5 separate regions of the Mus musculus genome follow, and all the other regions are linked to region 1. A link is a contact called in public Hi-C, HiChIP or PLAC-seq and promoter capture Hi-C data. All regions are on one chromosome and are shown on one strand. Each heading gives the region's core, a stretch centred on a gene start, on an enhancer-like site or on the middle of the called end of the contact. The rest is flanking DNA. Distances are from core to core; before and after follow the strand shown. Region 1 holds the start of Stk3 (serine/threonine kinase 3). Region 2 overlaps Vps13b (vacuolar protein sorting 13B). Region 3 holds the start of Laptm4b (lysosomal-associated protein transmembrane 4B). Region 4 has its middle 13 kb from the start of Gm22208. Region 5 overlaps Vps13b (vacuolar protein sorting 13B).

Region 1 (2,860 bases), core at 220-2,719:
AGTTTCAGGTTTTCTTCTGTTATTGTGGGGAAGGCGAGTATCCAGGGACTACCAGAGGAAAGACACCAATAACATGCTAGAATCTAACAACTGACTTGCTTCCAGGGCCCAGAAGGATAGCCTGTCCCTTCTGGGAAACTGTCCACATCCTCCCCTTTTTTGCATCTGAACAGATGGTTTCCAGAAACCAAGGCTCACATGTCTAATCACACAATTCACAACGGTTCTCAAAGTGCCTACCTTTTTAACGATTCCACCTCATGAGTCTAACACCTTACATCTAAATATCTCTAGATATTAGAGCACATGAAGACTTTAATCTTCACTATAGCACTCTCTTAGACAGTTTTGTAAATTATAAATGAAAGTGAGGTTAAATGTTTTACCCAGCGTCAAACAATTATTTTATTCATTCATGGAGAACAGGGAGAAGACATTATGAACGTTTATCAATGGACATTTAGTTTCCTAAGATGATTGAAATGATTAGTTCAAACATATTGTACACAGATGCATCCAATATGTCCATGATTAAACATAAACAATATATAGCATACCAAAGTATCACTGTTTTTATGTGCAAAACTATATGGGGGAGAGGTTCTAAGTTAACATTCCATCTATCTTGGATCCATAAATTCTTTAGAACTTTGGGGGGAGGGGGGAAACACCTGTCATTGCTGCACATCCATAATGTTTTACATTCTGCGTGGCTATTAATATACTTAATTCCTTAAACTGTAAATAAGCGATCTGTCTTCACAAAGTGAATGGTTATATTATTAAGAAGACTTGATCGAGAGAGAGAGAGAGAGAGAGAGAGAGAGAGAGAGTGTGAGAGAGAGAGAGAGAGAGAGAGAGAGAGAGAATAAGAGAAGCGTGCATTGATGTCCTTATCTCCAGGTTTCTGGAATTTACTACTCAAACCCTCCTAGCCACCAGAAGGGCCGGGAACCCAGCGAGGGCCACTCAATTTGCGGCGCACCAGGCCCTCAAGACGTCGGCACGGAGACTCGGCGTCCCCTCTGGGTCCCTGGCCTCGCAGAGGGACGGAGCCGAACGGTGGGCGCCTGGACCAGGCTGCGCTCAGCGCCGAGCAGGCGGGGACAGGGTCGCGGCGGCAGGCCGGGCCTAGTAGCCCCCGCCCCGCGCCGCTGCTTCCGTCCTCATCCCGCTCCCGCCGTCGTTACCTCTTGGACGCCGGCGGCTGCTCCATGGCGGCCGGTGGCAGAAAGAAGGGCCGAATGGACCGTGAAGGCCGTAGGGAGGAAAGGAGCCCGGGAGCAGCCGGCCGAACGCAAGGGATCACACCGGGAAACTCGAACCAACTTTCACGTAACTCCGCGGCGGATCTCCCTCCCGCTCCTCAACGCGGTTCCTCCCGGCCGCCCCGCCCCGCCCCTCGGCCGTGGCCTGCAGCTCCGAGCTGGTGGGAAGAGGCCGGCGCAGCGAGGGTGGGCGGGACGGAGCGCGGACAGGGAGGGTGGGCGGAGCGTGTCCCGGGAAAGTGGGCGGAACCTAGCGCGGTCCAGAAGAGTGGGCGGGCCCTAGCTCAGCCAGGGATAGTGAACAGGATGCGCCCTGGAAGGCGGGCGGGCCTTAGCAGGGCTAGGGAGGGTGGGCGGAGCGCAGCCCGGGAAGGGTGGGCGGGTCCAAGCGCTGGTGAGAGTAGTGGAGAAAGGCCACCAAAAGGAGTGCCCAGCTCAGAAAGAAGATGTCTTGCTACCAGAGTGAGACTTTGGCAACCCAAAAGCTACTGTGCTGGTGGAGGGGTGCTAGTCCACTAGAGATTTGACTCATTTCTCAGGATTCCCCAAGAATACATGCCAATCATCTTGTAAATCTGTTTGAAGTAAAACTGCCCTCACTTCCCTCTCTTGTCCTGTTTATAATTATTAGTTATTATTAGCTACGTTCCCCTGCCCCCCAAGCCAATTGGCATTTGTAACTATAGTAGTTGGGATACTTCTGGAAATTCTGGTTGATTTTGATTGTATACAAGCATAATAATTACAGTCCAATGACAGAAAATATTTACTGCAGTGATCTCTTGGTGCACAAATTTAGAACACCAGAGTCTTGCTGGATGCCCTGTTGGGTAACATGGAAAGCCCATGACTAGTTATAGTGCTTGGAAAAAGATACTAAAGGAATATCTTTCTTTTTTTCTTGGGTCCCCGACCCCGACAGCCCTAACCCCCATTGAACTTGACCCCTTACACATTCATTTGTCTACTATTTAACCATAAAATACACACACACATCTTCTCACAACTATACAAATGAGTTTGCTTATTTTTTTTTCTAGAATATTCTTTAAAACGAATTGGGCAAAGTTTTCTTAGAGGTTGGAGCCATGTGTATGAAGTCAATATTAGTCAAAATGAGTATCAACTGAAACTAAATAAGACACACACCTTGATATCTATTTCATCTACTCAGGACAATAGGAACAATAACAAAAACTAAGTGATTAAAATGTCAATACTGGGCCATGAGGGGGTTCTGTAAGCAAAGGCACTTGCCACACAATCCTGATGAGTCTACAAGTGTAAAGAGAGAACAGACTTTACAAAGTTGTCCTTGGCTTACACACACACACACCCTTGCCACATCTCTCTCACACATGCACACACTTCCACACCCTCATCATGCACACACACAGTAATGCCAGCCTTTATATATATGAGTATGCTGTAATTTTCCTCAGACATACCAGAAGACGGCATCAGATCCCACTACAAATGGTTGTGAGCCGCATGTGGTTGCTGGGAATTGAACTCACATCCTCTGGAACAGAAGTCAGTGCTCTTAACCATTGAACCCCAGTACCAGCTTTTAAAATGTCAGTACTGGGAAT
Region 2 (2,700 bases), core at 97-2,596, 690 kb after region 1:
GGGGAGGCCTTCTGTAGATCCTGAGCCAGGAAACAGAGGTCCACTTGAGACAGGTGTCTACTCTGTTACCTCCTGCAAATTGATAAGCTACTTGGAAGTTTAGATCCTCAAGGGGATCGCTTTCTTAGCTATGCTTTTAGTTTCCTAAAACCATGGTGACTGCTTTTATGCTACAACCTGGGTGATAAAGACAGTGCAGCCGGTGATTTTGATGTCACAACTAGTAGGGACTCATTAGGCTGAGAAAAAGGTATCAGCATAGAAACCTCATGCTAGTTAGATGATCCTTTACTGCTTATGGGACATATTAGCTACTGACCCATTGCTGAGTGAAACAGATACTGGAAACCTTTTCAACTAACACCAATCCTCTTAAAAACTGCAACTTGGCCTTTAAATGGGTTCTGGAGTTGATCTGTTCAGCCTCTTAACAATAGAGGGAAAGTTATGGTTTTATTTATATCTCTCCCTGGGCAGATTTACACACACACACATACACACACACACACACACACACACACACACACACACACACACACACACACGCTCCCTCTCTCCCTCTTAAGGGACCCAGGATTGTAGTAACCTAAATGATCCTTACTTTCTGTAGGGTACAAACTGTGGCTTTGGTAATTGGCCTTGATTGTAGAGTTTAGAGGGCTGGGAACATGGTAATTCTAGCCTCTGGTACTCTGTTCAGAAATGTGCACAGCCCAGCACAGCACTCTTTATAGCATGTTAATTCGTTTTAAGAAATGTTAAACGTTTGTGGGATCTCATTGTTCTTTTCCTCTTCTGTGTGTATGATTTATTTTGTAGGACTATAAATCAAAACACATTCCTGGAACATATAATGTCTTTAAGATATTTTTGTTGTGCTTATCCTAAAAGTATAGAATATTCTGTATACCAGAGCTAATGACAGCAGATGCTTTAACGTTTGTGTGTTAAAACAATGGCCACTGGGCAGACAGCTGCCAAACATCTTGCAATTAATCTGATACGCACATTGGCTTTCATATTCTTTTTCTTCCAGAACAAATGCCCTGAGGTAGAAGAGTTGGTCTTCAGCCACTTTGTGATCTGTAATGACACACAGGAGACACTGCGGTTTGGCCAGGTGGATACTGATGAAAATATTCTTTTGGCGAGTCTCCACAGTCACCAGTACAGCTGGCGTTCTCATAAATCCCCACAGGTATTTGCGAATCAGTCTTACAAACAGCCATTGTTCCGATTGGGGATTTGTTTATTCTGCAGTTATGTCTGTGTGTGGTTATTTCCCTGTGTAGTGGCATCTGATGGAGACCCAGGAATGCTCACAGGCCATGCTCCCTGGTAAGCATGGGTACTGCTGGGGAAAGAGACAGGCCTGTAGAGCAGAGCTCTTGTCCTGTGCTGGACAAGCATGCTGTACTTCTGTGCTTTGCTTTTCCCAGAATGGGGGTGAACAGCCCCTGCTCTGTGTAAGGAGCTAGACTAGAGCTCGGTATGCAGTCAGCACAGGTGCTGGGCAAATAACCACTATTCAGATGTACCAGGCAGATGCTTGTCAACAGTAAAGGCAGAAAGTCACAGTCAGAATCATACAGTGACCACAATGACAAACTTTGCCCTGAGGAGCACTGAGAAAAGACACAGCAAAGGATGTCTGTTTTCCAAGTGGTATAATTCCATTCTGTCACTTTAGATGGGGATAATTAGAGAGATGTGCCCTGCAGGGATAGTCTACAGATGAATTAAATGCAAAGATGTGGTCTTAAATGAGAAAAAGAAGTCCTAGGAAGTATTCCCAAGAATAGTGTATTTCTAAAACTCTGGGTAATAAACTATTATCTGCTTGTGATTAAAAGCAAGTCATTCAATTAGAGAGCAAGTTTTCCCATGTGGTCATAGGCCAGCTTCAGAGTCTGTTCCACTTCAGACTCCACCTCCTTTCTTTTCTTGTCTGTACCTTAAGAGCTAGATTCCTGTCTTTTAGTTATCTTGAGATTTTTCACATGAAATCACCCCATTCTCATAAAATTTGAAAATGTAGATACAATGAAATATTCATTTAAATATCTTAATTTTAAATCAAATTAATCTAACAGGACATTAAAACTCTAAGCTTTTGTAATACAAATTCTCTTTTAAAAGACTTTTAATATATGTGGGAGTGAGTAGGGTAGATATGTGTACAGGTGTTCACAGATGCTAAAGTGTAGGAGCCCTGGAGATGAGCTGCCTGACAGAGATGCTGGGAACCAAACCAATGAACCGTCTCTCCAGTACCTTTTAGTACAAATTCTTTTAAAAGCTTCTCACACAATATGATACTGCATTCATAATTTTACCCTAGATCATATATATTTTCCAATTTTTGTGCAACTTTTCCATGTTAGAGTTTTCATTTGCCCTGTGTGACGTGAGGATGTTACATTTGTTTCTTTGTCTCATTCTATTTGTTTCTTTTGTTGTTTTTTTTAATTAGTCACAAAAGTAGAGGCATACACACACACACAAGGCCTGCACCAGGCAAGCCCAACCATAGTAGCACTAGCTGTATAGCCTTCCATGGTCACTGCATCCCAGCAATGCACTATCAGTGGCAAGAAATACGCATCCAAGTAACTACAATACCACGTGGCTGTACACTCTAGTAGCCACACACAGCCAGCTACAGGCTCAACCTACAAAGCAAAACAGAAAGACACTTAG
Region 3 (2,700 bases), core at 28-2,527, 920 kb before region 1:
TGTTACGAAGAAAAGAAACAAATACCGAGCTTTTCCAATTCCTCCCACAACAGTTATCCTGCTTGTATCTTTGCTCAAGGACCTACACGTGGTATCTCTGGGAATAGAAGCCAAGTTTAAACTAGAGTGTGGTAGATGCACGTCTTTGTGAAACTAACCAATCTTGAACCATCTTTCATCTTATTTGACATGTACTTTAATTTAAATCGAACCCATTTTAAAACTTTTTTAAATTTTTGTTGTTTTTCAAGACAGGGCTTCTCTGTATAGCTCTAGTTGTCCTGGAACTTACTCTGTAGATCAGGCTAGCCTTGAACTCAGAAATCCACCTGCCTCTGCATCCCAAGTGCTGGGATTAAAGGCATGCGCCACCACTGACCGGCCAAATTGAACCCATTTTATTTCTTGTTCTAATCCTGAAATAAAACTTTCACATGGTCTCTTTTTTTCCCTTCCTTCCTTTCCTTCCTTCCTTTCTTCCTTCCTTCTTTCCTTTCCTGAAACAGGGTTTCTCTGTGCAGTTTTGGCTGTCCTGGAACTTGCTCTACAGACTAGGATGGCTGTCCTGGAACTTGCTCTATAGACTAGGATGGCTGTCCTGGAACTTGCTCTATAGACTAGACTGGCTGTCCTGGAACTTGCTCTATAGACGCTGGCCTGCCTCTGTCTCCTGACTGCTGAGATTTAAAGCGTGCACCACCACCAATGCCCGGCTTCACACGAACTTTTAATTTAAGTTATCAGAGCTTCTTAGCTAGCACTGTGGTCATCAAAGGCTAAACTTGGATCCTATCCAAAACAGCAGCTGGAGGGACATCCCCCGCCCCCAGACCCTAGTCCTCTGCCTGGGCTCTTTCAACGCTGTGTATTGTGACTTGCATAGATCTTTTGGCAGTAATTGTTTTTTTGTTTTTGTTTTACTAGAACTTCAGTCATTATTAAAAATGCCACGGAAGCACAGTGAGGATGCCCTTGACACACATTCTATTTTCTGGGAAAAGATTGCTACTAAAGTAATTGAGCTGGGAAGCTGAGATAAATTGCTCTCTGCGGGTTCCGCAGTGGTTCAAAGTACCGCAGTTGACTGGAATAATCATTCTAAGCAGTTTTCCTTCCTTCCGCCAGTTTGCAAGATAACTACAATCCTAGCACAGCATTCACCGGTTATTTGCAAGCTAGATGTGAGGCAAACACAGCTGGAATGAATCTGAATCCTAACCAAAGGTGCACCCCATTTCCGGAGGAAAATTCTGGAGACTCCCTCAGGGTCCAGCAAGGAAGCATTTATTTGGCGCAGCGCTCCCAGCGCCCGCAGCTGGCTGGAGCCGGTGGTGACATCACGAGCCCGGGCAGGCCACGTGACCCACGGCTTCTCCTCCCCCCTGCCTCCTAGCGTCGCCGCGGTCTTCGAGCCCAGTGTCCCGTCGCAGCGGCCACTCGGAGCTCTCGGTACAGTGCAGAGCCAAGGGTCGGGCGAGCGGTCCGAGGGTCGGGGCGGCCAAGGAGAGGGGCAGGAGCAGCGGACCCAAGACGAAGCGAGCGACGCTCTCACAAACTTCCACGAGCGCCGGAGCTATGAAGATGGTCGCTCCCTGGACTCGGTTCTACTCCCACAGCTGCTGTTTGTGCTGCCATGTCCGCACCGGCACCATCCTGCTGGGCGTCTGGTACCTGGTGAGCGCGCCCTGGCGTCGAGGGAGCCCCCGGGGTCCCCACGCGCGCCGCTCACCCCGCGCCACTAAGTCGCTTCTAGGTCGGCGTCGGTCTGGGGGCCGCCCGCGATCATCCGCCTAAAGTTGTATTATTAGAAAGTTAATTCTCGGGGAGAGCCGGGCTGCAGTGGCGGGGGCATGTGGGGCCGGGCGGGGGGGGGTGGGGCACCGGGCCCTGCGAGGTGCGGGCCGGGCATGTTCACCCCCGGGACGCACCACGGCTACACAGCGTTCGCCCTCGCGAGTTCGCGTCCGAGCAGAAACGGTTGGGAAATTCTTGTTCCTCTCGAGAGGATTTTCCTGCGTACGCCTGTTTAAAGCTCTTACACAGGGAAGGTACCCAAGTGTGCCTGTGTTCCAGTTGGCTTGGAGAAGCCATCTTAACAACCACTCAGGTTCCTGCCCGAGGACAGGTGATCCCTCTGAATAGGCACGGCGGGCAAATTTAGTTTTCTTTAAAAATGGCCTTCAGGTTGGCGCTCACATTTGTGTCAAGAACAAACATGTGATTCTCTGGGGCAGCGAGTTAGCTTGATGGATTCTTGCCCTGTGGCGCTGGCTGCCCTTGGTTGGTGGTTGGCAGCCTTGGACTGAGTCGGATTCCTCAATATTTTGGATTTTGTGACATCATTTTAGAGAGATCCGAGCTACTTGCTGCAGAACAACGAAATGTAGTTGAAAGTGGTAGTTAAGTGGCATATAAAACTTTTTAGTTAGAACATATTCTTAGCTCCCTTTGATAGTTTAAAAAGATATTCAGTATTGAATTGTAAACTGCCTTGTGCCATTTTAAACAATGCATTCCCCTTCCACGTGATGTTACAGTTCTATTTATAGTCTCAAGTTTTCTTTAGTTGGGTCCATTATGGCCGCATAATAGAATTTTTTAGTCTTAAAAGCTTTCCAACAGACCTTTGGTATATGTGGGTTCTGGCTGTTCAGTGTGAATGCAAATTGAACATTAATGTATTGGCTCAGCCCTGACTTT
Region 4 (2,700 bases), core at 110-2,609, 610 kb before region 1:
CTCCTTGGGTACTTTTTCTAGCTCCTCCATTGGGGGCCCTGTGATCCATCCAATAGCTGATTGTGAGCATCCACTTCTGTGTTTGCTAAAAATAGGTTTTAAGAGAACAGCTGAAGGCAGAAAAAAACCAGAAGAAGACACATAACACGAAAAGACAGTGAACTAGGAGACCTGTGACATGGACAAGACAGTGAACTAGGAGACATGAACATGGAAGAGACACTGAATGGGAGATGTGTGACATGGAAGAGATAGTGAACTAGGAGACATGTGATTCAGAAGAGACAATGAAGTACAGGCCACTGAGGAACGCTGGAAGCCCCCAGTTTGTTCTTCAAGGTATGGTTGAAGGGAATGTTTTTATTGCAGCTATGATGGAGCCTCCAGCCAGAGGCATCTGGAAGAGTCCAGAGCAAGTAAACAAAGTAGTAGACTGAGCAAGGCTAGCAGATTGGATTGGAGGGGTTTAGAGTGAGTGAGCAAGAGAGAGAGAGAGAGAGAGAGAGAGAGAGAGAGAGAGAGAGAGAGAGAGAGAGAGGAGTCAGAGTGTGTGCAGGGTTATGGAAATGAGAGGATGGGGGAGGGAATCTTGTGAGCTGGAGAAGTTTAGGGTAGGGGTCAGGAAGAGCCTGGATGCTAGCTCAGACTCTGTAATAGGTATTTGCAATGCTGAGAGAGCCCAGAGGCCAGCAGGAGTTTTGGTGTGCTAATAGGCACCACACATAGCCATTTGTCCTTCGGTCAGATAAAGAAGTGGCTCCTTTGGTAGAGGAAATTAGGGCACCAGAATTTGGGAGAGTGGAGTTTTCTTTGGACCTGGCATTTTCAGCCTTTTTGTTGATGATAAGGTTCAACGTAATCGCTTATGTAACTGCTTCTTAGGTGATATTAGGGTATGGCGAGGCAGGGTCTGTCTGTCAAATGGCCTGTGTCCTCATGCTTGGGAGGCAGGCAGTTTACTGAGTGGGTTGTCTTTCCCACCCTCCAGCCTAGAGTCTGCAACCTTTGTTGAGTACATCCCTATAACTTCCCCAGGCACTGAGACAGAACTGCCCAGCCAAACTGACCCTCGCTTTCTGACCCACGGAAATGATACAGGCTGATTATGATTGTTGTTCAGGGTTTTACAGTTTGGGGTGATTGGTTACACATAGTGACTTAACTAGTACAGGCAGGGACTTAGGTAGAATTACAGCTGCGCACCCTGGGAGAGCCACAGGGTCTGAGTGTTTGTGCTCCATGCTGCTTCCAGTCCTGCCCCTTTGGCAGCATCGACATTGGCTCCCCATTCCCCATGCCTGGTGTCCCAAGCACTTCCTGGCACCTGCCCCAGCACTGGGTAGGCACAGCAGCCAAGCAGCTCTGCTTGCTCTTAGCACTCTTTCTTGGCTCTCAGGCCCAGCTGGTTTGGGTCTGGACCATAAGGTCACAGATGACTTTCCTCCTCTCAGGAGCTTCTTCATGACGAGGATTTTTTTTTTTTTTTTTTTTTTTTTTTTTTTTGGCCAGGGAAGGACTGAGAGAGAGAGAGACTTTTCTGGCTGGGTGTTAAAGAAAAATGTCTTTTATTTTATTCAATTATTTTATTTTGTGCTTATGTGCAGAATGTTTTGCCTGTATGCATTTATGTGCTCCACATGCATTCCTGGTGTCTTTGGAGGCCATTAAGAGGGGAAGGGATTCCCCTGGGACTGGAGTCATAGATGATTGTGAACTGTGAGATGCCATGTGGGTGACTGGATTGAACCCAAGTCCTCTGGAAGAGTAGACAGTGCTCTTAACAGCTGAGCCACCTCGCTCCCCCACATCAGACTTCAAATCTTTTGAAAAATGTGTTGTTCTTACACTAATCTATGCAAAGAGACCTATTCAACCAGATAGTAAGAGTCTCAAGGGCAGAGATTGTATCTTTTCTATTAATCAATTCAATTAATTAACCATCCATCTATCTACTTGACTATTCTTTCTTTAAATTAGGTATTTTCTTTATTTACATTTCAAATGTTATCCCTTTCCTAGTTTCCCCTCCAAAAACCCCCTCTCCCCTACCCCTCCCTCTGCTCCTTAACACACCCACTCCCATTTTTTGGCCCTGGCATTCCCATATATTGGGGCATAGAAACTTCACAGGACCAAGGGCCTCTCTTCCCATTGATGACCAACTAGGCCATCCTCTGCTACATATACAGCTGGAGCCATGAGTCCCACCATGTGTTTTCTTTGGTTGATGGTTTAGTCCCCTGGGAGCTTTGGGTGTACTGGTTAGTTCATATTGTTGTTCTTCCTATGGGACTGCAAACCCCTTCAACTCCTTGGGTACTTTCTCTAGCTCCTTCATTATGGACCCTGTGCTCTGTTCAATGGTTGGCTGTGAGCATCCACTTCTGTATTTGTCAGGCACTTGCAGAGCCTCTCAGGAGACAGCTTTATCAGGCTCCTGTCAGCAAGCTCTTGTTGGCATCCAAAATAGCGTCTGGGTTTGGTGGTTGTTTATGGGATGGATCCCCAGGTGAGGAAGTCTCTGGATGGTCATTCCTTTAGTCTCTGCTCTGATTTTGTTCCCCCTTCTAAGAAGGATCAAATTATCCACACTTTGGTCTTCCTTCTTGTTGAGTTTCATGTGTTTTTCGAATTGTATCTTGGCTATTCTGAGCTTCTGGGCTAATATCCACTTATCAGTGAGTGCATATCACGTGTGTT
Region 5 (2,700 bases), core at 50-2,549, 760 kb after region 1:
TTTAGGAAGCTCTCTGCTTTGATAGTGACCTGGGGACTTGGCCTCCCTCTTCGGTTGGTGACTTAACTGAGGATCTCTGTCACAGAGACTTGCTATTGAGAGAGGGAACAGTTCCCATCCTTTGCCTTACCTCACAGCCTTCCCAATAAAAAGGCCACAGTACTGAGTTTGGCATAAAGATTCCTAAAGGAAGTTGCTTTTTCAGATCTCTCCTCTCCCTGCCCCTGGTCTTTGCCTGCCCCTGGAGTCCTCTGGGCTTACAAGCCCTCAGTCCCCACCCCAGGCGGAAGGGAAAAGGCAGAAGGCTGTGAGCAAGCCACTGGAGCAGGCCAGCTCCTGGCAAGTCTGAATTTAAATAGGAAAGCAGACCCAAAGCCACGCTCCTGGGACATGGGTGGGGGAGCACTTCCCTCTCGCTAACCTAATCAGTGTGTCCCTGTCACCGATGTTTACACAGCCCAATAGGGTTGAAGGAGAGACATTTGTTTGGCTCTAGCTCCACTCTAAGAGAAGTACTCAGCTTGATAGGATTGTGAAAGATTAAAAAGAACCCTCCATCCTTGTCAAAGCTTGCATCCCTTTTGCAATACCCTATTTTAGCATCTGGCTTCTCACCACCAGGCAGCTGCTGCTGCTGCTGCTGCTGCTGCTGCTGCTGCTGCTGCCGCCGCCGCCCTGACAGATAGGGAGAAACATCTCAGTCTGTGAGCACCTGCAGCCCAGAGTGCCTGACTGAGCTGGAGGTGTTCTCTGCACATGGCTCCCTTTACAGGAGTACAGGAGGCTTGGGCACAGAAGTCATATTAAAGCCATTTGCAAGGCTGCCAGAGGAACACTGTGATTTATAAAGTATGAAAGTTCACCATTTATGAATTCACAGATATGATTTCCCATATTTTGCTCCAAAGAAGCTTATGGGTGTCATACACCCTTCGTTCTAGTGTGGAAAGGGAATTTTAGAGAAAGCAGGCCACTTTTCATGAGTGTTGAAAGTGCTGAACTCAAGGTCTCAATAACCCCTTCCCTTTGTGTTGCAGGCTGGGTGGTGGGGTCTCTGGAAATCCTCGGCAGCCCCGCCAGCTTAGTGAGAAGCATTGGGAATGGGATCTCGGACTTCTTCAGGCTTCCATATGAGGGATTGACCCGAGGCCCAGGAGCCTTCGTGAGCGGAGTCTCCAGAGGGACCACATCATTCGTCAAGCACATTTCCAAAGGTAGCGGGTGCCGGTCCTTGCAGGGCCTTGTCTTGTGTTTCAAGCGTTCATGCTGTTCAGTTTGCTCACCCAGCCTGCAGCTTCTGTTGTGTTAACTTGCTGTGAAATGCTGGGATGATAGCAAAGCTCATGTTTTAAACAAATCACTGCTTGCCTGTAGTGTTTAAAAATGTTTCAGAAACGTTCTCATTGAGAAAACACAAACTGGCTCCACTGTTATTCTATACAATAAATATAGAAATACTGACAGTGTTTGTGACCTCTGCTAAGCAGCAGGGCTCCCACACCAGTTGCCTCATCATGTTTCTAAAATGCAGATACAGTTGTCATAGCTGTCTAAGGACATGGACTCATTGTAGTGGGGAAGCTGACTGCTAAGCCAGCTTTACTCCCACTCCCTACATCCACAGTGCCATCTTGTGGTCCAGACAGGTCATCAGGCATGGAGGCTAAACTGCTTCCCACCAGGAGAATGTTTTCATTTCATCCAGTGTTTGCTCGATATTTTGGTCAGGTTGGCAGTGACCAGGGAACTAACAAGGGCCATCTGAGTCCCCTTTTCTTCTCAGCGGGAGGCAGAGAAAACAGGGCAAAGGCCTTCTTGCCCATAAAAGGCATTTTACTGTAGACAATACCATAACTCTGTTATGAGTGGGCAGGTTACTGAAGACTCTAGAAGACCTCAAAAGAAGACTTAGGCTTGAAATATGAGACTCCATGATCCATAGTGAGGGTGGGGGCTCCTGGTGGGGGGTTGGCAAGAGAGCAGCCAGAGTAATAAAAACAAATTCCATGGACAATGAAAGGGAGCCTCCCCCAGCCCCAGATCCCGGGAGGCCTGGGAGCGGACTAGAAACTCACAGATGTGTGCCTGGTGGGCTTCTCAGTCCTGCCATGGGTCCTCTGAGGTTCTGGTGTTTGTGTTTTACAATAGGACAGCAAACACCTGTTAAACTGTAGCTCAGCTTATTTAGCATCCTGACTGCTTCTTACATTTGTTCTCCCATCTTAGCAAAATCGGGGGGGGGGGGGGTTGTCTGTGTGTGTGTGTGTCTGTGTGTGTGTCTGTCTGTGTTGTGTGTTCATATGTCTCTGTGTTTATATGTCTGTGTGTGTCTGTGTTCATACATCTGTGTGTGTCTGTGATTCATGTCTGTATGTGTGTCTATGTGTTCAAGTCTGTGTGTTCATCTGTCTGAGTGTGTCTGGGTATCTTATGTGTTCAGACCACAGGTAAAAATGATAGCTTCAGAAGTGGGACCTGCCATTTCTTCTCTATTGGTGTCTTCTGGTTTTGCTGCTGAGATCCATATGTACTTGCTGGAGCAGTTGGGACTGTTGGAGCATGGGAAGTTGTCTTTTTTTAGGAAAACCAAACAGAATCATTGCCTGGGTTCCTTTGTTGACTTTTCTATCAGTCAATGTCCAGATTACCAAAACTTCATAAATCTTCTATAGCAAATAGGGTTTTTCCCTCAGAATACCA

The links. Promoter capture Hi-C pulls out the DNA fragments that hold promoters and counts their contacts. Hi-C and Micro-C count contacts between places; a contact is called where the count stands out from the background. HiChIP or PLAC-seq counts read pairs in DNA pulled down with a chosen protein or histone mark.
Region 2: a promoter capture Hi-C map of hippocampal neurons shows a contact between it and region 1, with 2.3 times the contacts expected there. The contact joins the enhancer-like site here to the promoter of Stk3 in region 1. A contact is called at or near these places in 3 of 39 promoter capture datasets (cranial neural crest, hippocampal neurons and pre-B cells) and 1 of 115 datasets of contacts at active chromatin or transcription factors (astrocytes).
Region 3: an H3K27ac HiChIP or PLAC-seq map of microglia shows a contact between it and region 1, with 5 times the contacts expected there. The contact joins the promoter of Laptm4b here to the promoter of Stk3 in region 1. A contact is called at or near these places in 2 of 115 datasets of contacts at active chromatin or transcription factors (astrocytes and microglia).
Region 4: a contact with region 1 is called in a Hi-C map of cerebral cortex, with 4 times the contacts expected there. The contact joins the enhancer-like site here to the promoter of Stk3 in region 1. A contact is called at or near these places in 5 of 39 promoter capture datasets (the 3T3-L1 cell line, the C10 cell line, hippocampal neurons and 1 more), 2 of 484 Hi-C or Micro-C datasets (cerebral cortex and cortical neurons), 7 of 115 datasets of contacts at active chromatin or transcription factors (astrocytes, craniofacial prominence, embryonic limb bud and 4 more) and 1 of 9 other capture datasets (embryonic stem cells).
Region 5: a promoter capture Hi-C map of hippocampal neurons shows a contact between it and region 1, with 4 times the contacts expected there. The contact joins the enhancer-like site here to the promoter of Stk3 in region 1. A contact is called at or near these places in 9 of 39 promoter capture datasets (the 3T3-L1 cell line, 3T3-L1-derived adipocytes, cranial neural crest and 5 more), 1 of 484 Hi-C or Micro-C datasets (uterus), 11 of 115 datasets of contacts at active chromatin or transcription factors (the NIH/3T3 cell line, acute myeloid leukemia, astrocytes and 8 more) and 1 of 9 other capture datasets (embryonic stem cells).

What each region holds. Positions count from the first base shown.
Region 1 is chr15:35,154,337-35,157,196 of GRCm38.p6, forward strand. Stk3 (serine/threonine kinase 3) reads right to left here and starts at 1,470. Exons shown (of 11, transcript NM_019635.2): 1 at 1,191-1,470. The coding sequence starts at 1,216.
Region 2 is chr15:35,845,810-35,848,509 of GRCm38.p6, forward strand. It overlaps Vps13b (vacuolar protein sorting 13B), which reads left to right. Exons shown (of 62, transcript NM_177151.4): 43 at 1,037-1,198. Among named protein-coding and RNA genes, the nearest start is that of Gm41292, 40 kb to the right of the region's middle. Within about 2 kb of position 1,347, at least 21 of the 459 cell types and tissues checked have an H3K27ac peak or open chromatin away from gene starts, as enhancers often do.
Region 3 is chr15:34,236,749-34,239,448 of GRCm38.p6, forward strand. Laptm4b (lysosomal-associated protein transmembrane 4B) reads left to right here and starts at 1,278. Exons shown (of 7, transcript NM_033521.3): 1 at 1,278-1,674. The coding sequence starts at 1,576.
Region 4 is chr15:34,543,607-34,546,306 of GRCm38.p6, forward strand. No RefSeq gene overlaps it. Among named protein-coding and RNA genes, the nearest start is that of Gm22208, 13 kb to the left of the region's middle. Within about 2 kb of position 1,360, at least 5 of the 459 cell types and tissues checked have an H3K27ac peak or open chromatin away from gene starts, as enhancers often do. A contact at or near this core is called in cerebral cortex, where this site is marked.
Region 5 is chr15:35,913,737-35,916,436 of GRCm38.p6, forward strand. Vps13b (vacuolar protein sorting 13B) reads left to right here. Exons shown (of 62, transcript NM_177151.4): 57 at 1,038-1,214. Among named protein-coding and RNA genes, the nearest start is that of Cox6c, 23 kb to the right of the region's middle. Within about 2 kb of position 1,300, at least 52 of the 459 cell types and tissues checked have an H3K27ac peak or open chromatin away from gene starts, as enhancers often do. A contact at or near this core is called in hippocampal neurons and uterus, where this site is marked.